Regions from separate parts of the Columba livia genome. Here regions 1 and 3 are each linked to region 2. Evidence: chromatin contacts called from public Hi-C data. All regions are on one chromosome and are shown on one strand. The core of a region is the stretch at or near the end of the contact, and the rest is flanking DNA. Distances in the headings are between cores, read along the strand shown.

Region 1 (2,700 bases), core at 126-2,625, 120 kb before region 2:
TTAGGAAAAAGAAGTCACCACATTGTAAACTAGCCCAAGTTGTGGTTTGGTACTACTTTTTATACTCCATTTTTTTATCCAATTCAGCTGCCAGATGGAGACAGGAAAAAATCAAAACATTTGTACAGTATTCCTTCTTAGGGGAGCCCCTTAGGTGGTCAGGTCTGGATTCACCTCCCGTCTCCAGCACTGGCGTACCTCTGCCAGCTGGCTGATCTATCAAAACCCTTTAGTCTGCGGCAAATCTTTGGGAGGAGACTGGTGCTGCACTCCTACGGTGATTCTGGCATGCAGACAATGATTTTGCCAGGTGATGGTGAGAGAAATTCAGTGGATCAGCAAGTGAGGTATCAGCAAGTACATAAGGCAAGGCCTTCATCCACACAAATGGATACTCAGAGCACCTGCATTGCTACTTTTAGACTTCTTAGTGCTCCAGATCATTGAGTGTACCGAGAAACACTGGACTTACAGAGGAACAGGAATACTCACTGTTAACCTTTGGCCACAATGAAAATTTGCCTGGGCTTTGCTTTCTAACTCTTCCCTGTTTTCTGATCCATGACAAAATTTTCCTCTCACAACATGCCCAGAAAGCTTCCTTGGAAATCTCTTGTGTGAGTTTTTATTAAGCTTTTGAGAAATCTTTTTAAAATAAGTTCACCAATTCCTGTTTTTGACACTGTTGAAGGTACAGAGCTCTTGCACTTCCCATTGGCATCAATATCACTTGTGGGTGCTCAGCAACCATGAAGCAGCTCAGTCTTTGTGTCTCAAACTGGGCATCCATGCTTAGAGGACAGTTTCATGAATATCTGTTATAATAACCGTGTTTCTGTTTCTTAATCTGTTACAGAGAAATGCATGATAGATTTTTATCTTTTGGGACATTTCATGTTCCTTAGGAATAAAGGGTTTCCTCATATAGGAGACTCAACAGAAATTCAAAGTATTCAATTTAATATCTATGTGTTTCATTTCAGTGTTCATCTTTGGTTCTAGCATAATCTTCACAGCATCTGATTGCTCACCTCTCACATCTCATAAATGTTCTGCTTGACCTACTGAGGCTCTGCCTGTGGCAAAGCTGCAAACCACCTGAAAAAGTACTTTATTTCCTTCCTCCTCAATCATAACTGGAGATCTGTAATATATGTATTTCCTGAGAAATATTTCATTTCACAAACCACTCCCTTAAGTGTGGGGTCAGTTTAAAAAGGGCCAGTGTTTGTAGACAAGTCATTTGTTTTCCTTTGAACATTTAATTTGTTTATTCCTGTTTTCAAATAATCCCCAAGCAATATAGTTCCTGTAGCTGTGATCATCATGAATTCAAGTTATTCACCTCCCAGAGGGTCAGACTTTTCATCAGTATGCCATTGGCACGAAGCAGCGAGTGTTGCATATTCATCATCCGAGACACCGGCTAGAGGGCCTCCAAAAAGCCTGACTTTTTTTTTTGTTCTCAGAGCAAGGAAAACAATCCCTTCCCTTCTCCAGTCCCTTGATAAGGGTTTCTGTCCAATAACGGTGCTCTCTGCTCCGAGGCACATTTAACTGTGAAGTTTGCAGCGGGAGAGGCTTTCCTTCAAGCTGTTAGTGTTTTATCCTGGCAGGCTCCTCGAGGTTGTTGTGAGGAGTCTAGCCAGTTGGTGAGCTTTGTAATCTAAACCAGCTGTCCCAGGCTGAGGCCCCCATTTGCATTGTTTAACATACTTAGAAAATGAAGTGTTCATTTTTAACATTCCTCCTCCAATTGGTTTAATGCTGAATTACAGAAGAGAACTAAGCAAAACCAGGTGCTTTCTCTGTATTCTCTCCAGTGTCTGAGGAGGTACAGACGGCTCCCGATCTTCTCCATTACTTGCTATTTCGTTCTTGGGACTATAAATGACAGAGGAACTGAAGTGCTAGCAGAGGGTAATGTTTGGAAAAACTTTCTAGTTATTCATCAGCACAGACTCTGTTTTTTTTCCACCTTTCCCCAACGGTTTTGGACATGCAAGGATTAAAAAGGTAAGTGGTATGCATGAAACTTCTTTACTTACTGAAGGGAAACCTACTTGTGGAAAAACTCTGTGGCAGGGATTCGGTATGCCAATCCACTTGCTAAAGCCATTTGCAAAGAGACGGGATCTCAGTGGTCAGAGGTGGGGAAAGACGATCTGTCTGTTATTAAAGCTGTGCTGCCTCTGACGAGTTCCTTCTTGATCTGTGCTTATATGCTGCGTTTTAGCAGCCGCGGCATCCACAGGAGTGCTGAATCGCAGCAGCAAACGATCCCACTGGCTACAGTGACTGATTTGAACTAATTAGCCACTATTGCAGAAGTTAATTGCTAGTTTAAAATATATTGCCTGCTGGGTAAGCTACTGTGACCAGCTGAATATAGTGTTGATAAGTTGTGCTGCTTGTCTGCTAATAATTCTTGAGAGGATTTGAGATCTAAAGTACCGAGCAAATTGCAGTGGTGGTTGTAGGCAGAACACATCTGAGGCAGTAAGGTCATCCCCCCACCAAGAGGAAAGAATATATCATCTCCTAACAACAGAAACTAAAGACTGTCTAGAAACATATGAGTTTTGTCTGACCAGTTTTATAGGGGATTTTGCTAGCATGCACTGCTCTGCAATAATACAGAGCGTAGCCCAGTTGCTGGGTATGTTAATGTTCAGCAATAACCTGTTGTATTTCCTTCTA
Region 2 (2,700 bases), core at 189-2,688:
TTCTCCAAACAAGTTAAAAGGCACACATTAGCTACAGAATTCCTAAACATTCCCACAGTGAGCAAATAAGAAGTGAAGAGTTATACTTCCATACCTTAATTTTTTAATTATCATGGGTTTCTATAAAAAACATTTGCTTAAAATTGGATCACATTTCCTGAAACTTTTGCAAATCCATATGAGTGGTTTTCTGCTTTTGTTTTTTTTTGTAGTCTCAAGTTTCAACATCAATTTTTCCCATGGTCATGTTCAACACCGTTCTCTAAACAATCTGGTATTGCCTGAAGTGTGGTTTGACACTTTAGTTAAGAGATGTAGGTTTGGGGTGTTTGGTTTTGTCTTTTAGTTTGTCAATAACTAAGCAAATGCACTGAGACTGTAGCTTATTACAAGCACTACATAATAGACAATCATATTTGCCTTTTCTTTCGTATTACCTGGCTCTGTTTATTTCTGTTTTCTACAAGCACTCTGAGCTGGCACCATCGTTTCTCCCTATGTATGTGAGCATTACTTCACAGAGGCCCTGACTCACTTCTGAAGCTTTTAAGTATCTAATAAAAAAAAATAACATGAAAAAAAAAAAAGCTTTTTTTTTTTAAACTCCTGATCAGGACATATATTCTGACAGTAATTCCACTCAGCATCTATCTTATATACCGAAGTGGAGCTAATTAAAACCCTGCTTGTCCTCAGAAATGTCTCTTTTGCCATTATGTGTGGATAAAGACACATTGGCTTTTCAGTTTGGTGGCCAAACTAAACAAATGGAAAACTATTTTGGTTTGGGTAGAACTGAAAACATTTTAGTCAACCCAAAACAAAAGGGTTTTTTTAAATTATTATTTCTTGCTATGCATTGTCTGGAAAATCAAATTTAAAATGCAATTTTAAAACTATAGGCTTGTCCTGAGTTTGCAGCAACACTTCAACCTTTCATTTTCAGGTCTGGAGAAAATATTTTTACTAGTGGCATCTGACCTTGTTAACAATTATGTTTTGAAAGCAAGTTTTTCAGAAAATCTAGTACTTGCTAAGTATAGGGCTCCCTACTCTGCTGAGAATATGGGTCAGCACATTTTCTTGTTTCTTTTAAGGAACACTGGATTGTAACAGGGGAAAAGCCATTTAATTTTTCTCATCACACCAACAGGAAGTCCCTGTAGTTCCACTTTCTTGCCTTCTGTTGAGGGGATTATTTTTAAATTCAGTTTTTACTCTATTGCCTGGCTTCCCACACACGCACGTCCAGGCAGCTCCCTCTGCTCAGAACCAGCTTCACCGCGGCCGCACTTCAAACCCTCCGCGCCGGCAGCTCCTCCCAGCCGTTGGCTCTGCCCGTTAACTGAACGAACTGCCTTCACCGGGATTCTTTTGCACCCTCAGAAGCAATTAACTGCCAGCTCGCCTAACAGTTATTTCTGCAGCCGGTGCTTGTCCCCGGCCCTATGGGTCCCCACAAGCAAGCAGACAAGATGGCGCCTGTCCCACAGCGGCGGCCGCAGGCTGCGCTCTTCCCCCGCTGCCTCCCTTCAGAAGACCGTAGTCTTGATCTCTTCTGCCACGCAGTGGCTACTGCGGAGAACTGCCCGAAAACCATGTGGCAAACTCTGATAAATCGTGAGATTTGAGGGGAGGTTTAATTCCCTCCTCCAGCCCCGTTTCGGTCAGTTCGAGCTGCCCCCTTCCCCAGCCGTGGCTCCATCCCTGTGCTCGCACATCTACACACCCCAATACTTTTCCCAGGCTCTTTCCGAGCTCTTCAAATGTTCTTTCCTTTTTAGCGGGGAAAAATGAACAAAACCAGTGACGAGTTTGATTTATTCTAACACTGTTATTATCTTGTAAACTGATCATTTGAAAATAGGGTAAGAGCCATACTGGAATCTGCGGTGCTCCCCATGCTGATGCTGTTCTGAGGTGGTAGGGCCAGTCCTTGCCAGCAAAACACAAGGTGCAACAGGACTGTTTAACCCACCTCCACGCTCACGGGGGTTATGTGTCCCCTGGGACCTGAGCTAACGTCCCAGGCCGTTGCTGAGCAGCACTGGATTGTGCAGACACACCAAATTGCTCATTAGCTCCAGCCTCTTATATGGAGAACTCTGCCGAATCACACAGGCACCACATTAGATGCTGCCAAAGTTGAAACCGGAGACAACCACTATTAGTGAGTTGCAGACCAATGAAAGCAATTCCAGTAGGTAAGGAAGTAGCCCTGTATCCTCTTACAGTTTATTTGAAGGAAGTATGTCTTCTCAAATTGGTTTGGCAATTTCAGCACATGTTGCTATCTGCACTCAGGTGAGGGAACTTGCTGCTTTCTTCATTATGGAGGGTTTGAATAAGCTGCTAGTAGGGAGCCTCTTCTGATTGATACTTCACAGAAATGGATTTATGGTGTCTGCAGAGCCTCTGGTAAGGAGTGCACTGGAGTAAGGAGCCATCTGATGCATTTGTCTGATGAGCTGGAAACACATGGACTTCACTGCAAGTCTGACTCACCTCAGAATGGACAGAGATTGCGAAGTGTTTCTCTTTACCAGCCCAGCTTATCTTCATAACAGAGTTACATGTAGAGATTACATTAGGCTAGGTCTGATTTATAGCATTAGCCAAGAAGGTTTTGAAACCACTGCCTTGCCTTCCACCCCATTGCTGATACTACTTGGCAGAATGAATTCCTGATCTTCCTTGAAG
Region 3 (2,700 bases), core at 162-2,661, 79 kb before region 2:
CCTGCAAACCTCCTTATTATAGGGAAAAGAACAAAGACATATATCTAAAGAGTCTCATGCATTTAACATCTAGAGCTGCAACGCCTAATGTAAGTTTTCTGCTTTCTAATGGATTTTCTGATTTTAAGTTAAACTCCTGCACCTTTCATGTGCTTCTGAGCTAGTTGGGGGCCTCAACCAGCTAAGCTCAATGCAATGCCACATAAACTTTGCCAGTACAAAATGGTGACAGAAAAGGTAGTACTTGAGCCTCATTCATGTCTCAGAGTTAAACCAGCAAAAGGGACCTTCCACCACTCATATTTAGAGCAGAAAACCTTTTCTTGACAAGTCTGTGTGAGAAAATACTTGTCAAAGCAGGCCAAATTTATCTGGATGAGCTTCTTTCACTTCCCAACCAATCACTAGGCATCACTGTGGTTTGCAAAGGGAATGCCTTAGTAGGAGACATGCCTGTGAGACACCCAGGATCCAGATGTGCTTCAACAGTCCATGGCCTAGCAGATGTCTTACCTAGAAGATGGGATAAATCCCTGCCCCAGTTCAGGGAGTCAGAGATTTCAACCAGACTTTCCCAACATTGGTGTTATTTTCTAATCACAGAGGCCTTGCATGTGCATTAGATGTTCTCTGAAATGCCGAACATCTAGTCCTCTGCAGGTAGTCAGCAGCATGCCAGAAGGGTTTAGGAACAGCAAAGGTGTGTCTGTCCTGTGTGGGCTCAGCAGCAAACATGTAGGACCCTCAGGGCTTTAAGTCCCTCCAGCACTTGGCAGCAGCTGAGCACAGGTTATATGAATCTGTTGTGCTGGAACCCTGGGCTAGGACACCTCAAGGCGATGGGTGATAACTTTGTCCCTTTAAGGAGTCAGCCCTTGGTCCATGTTTTGTCAGGAAGGTGTTTTTTTCAGTGAACTCTCTGGGAAAAGTTGGACAATAACAGGATTATGTAGGTGTGGAGTTCCTTTCATCACCATTTTGCTAATGTGGTTGCAGCAATAAACCCATTTAAAAATATTTGGACTCCAAATACTTTTCAATTCATCTGCACAAAACACTAAAAGTGGATAAATGGACTGAGCCCAATTTAGAAGAAAGAGAAATTCAGTCTGAAGAGTAAAAGTGACTTGCCTGGGAGAGTCAACATGTCAGAGCTGGGAATAAGAACTTGGGAGTTCCTGGCTGGGGTTCTGGCCCTTGTTTCTTTCTTCCCCTGAACAGGGAAATAAGGAAATGATTAACTGCAGCCTCCCTCAGTCTAGTGCCTTTGCATGTGTTTTCCCCGCAGTCAGCCATGCCTCCATGTGCAGCTCTGAAGTTCGTCTTTCTCACTCGAGCACAGTTCTGCAGAATATGACTGGTCAGTTCATAAGTGAAAGGGTAAAAGAGCACAATTTCTGCTTTTCATCAGAGACTGGACAGACTGCTCAGCTTCCTGGGTATCTGGGACATGGCTGGGCCTTCCAGTAGATCTGACCCAAGCTGGGATGAGCTCTGTAGTCCTGCTGGAATGCCTTGGAAGTAACTGGCTAGAGGTTAAGAAACATAAAACGGCCAGAGCTGGCTGCAGGAGTTCTGCTGGGACCCATGTGGCCCTGGGAAAGGGAAGTTTGCTCTCCAGAAAAAAAAGGAAAAAAAAAAGAAACCCCACCGCCAAGTCTCTCCTTTCAAATTACAGTTGCAGCTTTGTTGTTGGAGTTGCTCTATCTGTGACGTAAAACACAACTGAAAACATGTCCAACTGGTGACAGGTATTCAAAAACAAATACATATAAATAAAAGCCGCATTGTATTCAGCAGAAACTTTGGTTTCCCTGGGAGAAAAATGTTTAACCAAGAACTTGTATAGCATTTTGCCAGGTTGCTGAAGATCTCTGGGGAGCTGAAGGGTGCCAACCTCCAGCTGGGGTGACAGGCATATTGTCTGGATGGTCACCTGCCTGTGGGACTGCTCTTTTGTCTGTAAAGCCAAAGACACTAAACTTTGTTTTACCACTGCAGACATGGACGAATGCAGCTTCTCGGAGTTCCTCTGCCAGCACGAATGTGTGAATGGGCCTGGTTCTTACTACTGTATCTGTCCTTCGGGCTATAACTTGCTTGACGATAGCAGAAGCTGCCAAGGTAAGAACATTCCTGCGCTGATTAAAACCCCAGGGGCACGGAAAATAAGCCTTGTGTCTGGAAAGAGCTTTCCAAGAATTGAGATGCTTGGTCCTGACATTGCACAGTGAAATACTCATAGGGGCCAATTATGTAACTCTGGTAAGAATGTCATCACGTGAATAGTCCCAATGAGGTCAATTGGTGTGTTGGTGTAAGTAAGACTTTACTGACGAAGAAGCAGCTACACAGAAGCAGCTACACAGAAAAGCCCTCAGATGCTCTCCTCTCTGCTGCACATCTCTCTTTAGTTTTCCCCTTCTCTAAGGTCAGAGAGCTTGAGCAGCCAATTTATTTCCCAGTTTTTGCAGCACTTACCATATGGGAGCACTCCCATAAGCAGAAATGAATGGAGTAAAAACTGATCTTAAAAGAGAGGCCAGTTATTCAAAGGTCACTTCTCATGGTGCAAAAGTGTTATGAATTTGGGGTCAAGTCCTTAGACAGAAACTGTTCTGTAAGAGTGGTGTCTTGCACATATTTCCCTTTCTCTTGTTTCTTGTGTTTTAGATATCAATGAATGTGAAACCAGAAACT

Evidence for each region. Hi-C and Micro-C count contacts between places; a contact is called where the count stands out from the background.
Region 1: a contact with region 2 is called in a Hi-C map of crop, with 2.9 times the contacts expected there. The contact joins the promoter of FBLN5 here to the enhancer-like site in region 2. A contact is called at or near these places in 2 of 2 Hi-C or Micro-C datasets (crop and liver).
Region 3: a Hi-C map of liver shows a contact between it and region 2, with 2.7 times the contacts expected there. The contact joins two enhancer-like sites. A contact is called at or near these places in 2 of 2 Hi-C or Micro-C datasets (crop and liver).

Annotation. Positions count from the first base shown.
Region 1 is chr5:17,793,563-17,796,262 of bColLiv1.pat.W.v2, forward strand. It overlaps FBLN5 (fibulin 5), which reads left to right and starts at 1,376. Exons shown (of 11, transcript XM_005506145.3): 1 at 1,376-2,016. The coding sequence starts at 2,000.
Region 2 is chr5:17,913,418-17,916,117 of bColLiv1.pat.W.v2, forward strand. No RefSeq gene overlaps it. Among named protein-coding and RNA genes, the nearest start is that of PPP4R3A, 50 kb to the right of the region's middle. Within about 2 kb of position 1,439, at least 3 of the 3 cell types and tissues checked have an H3K27ac peak away from gene starts, as active enhancers do.
Region 3 is chr5:17,834,025-17,836,724 of bColLiv1.pat.W.v2, forward strand. FBLN5 (fibulin 5) reads left to right here. Exons shown (of 11, transcript XM_005506145.3): 8 at 2,002-2,124; 9 at 2,674-2,700. Among named protein-coding and RNA genes, the nearest start is that of TC2N, 25 kb to the right of the region's middle. Within about 2 kb of position 1,412, at least 1 of the 3 cell types and tissues checked has an H3K27ac peak away from gene starts, as active enhancers do.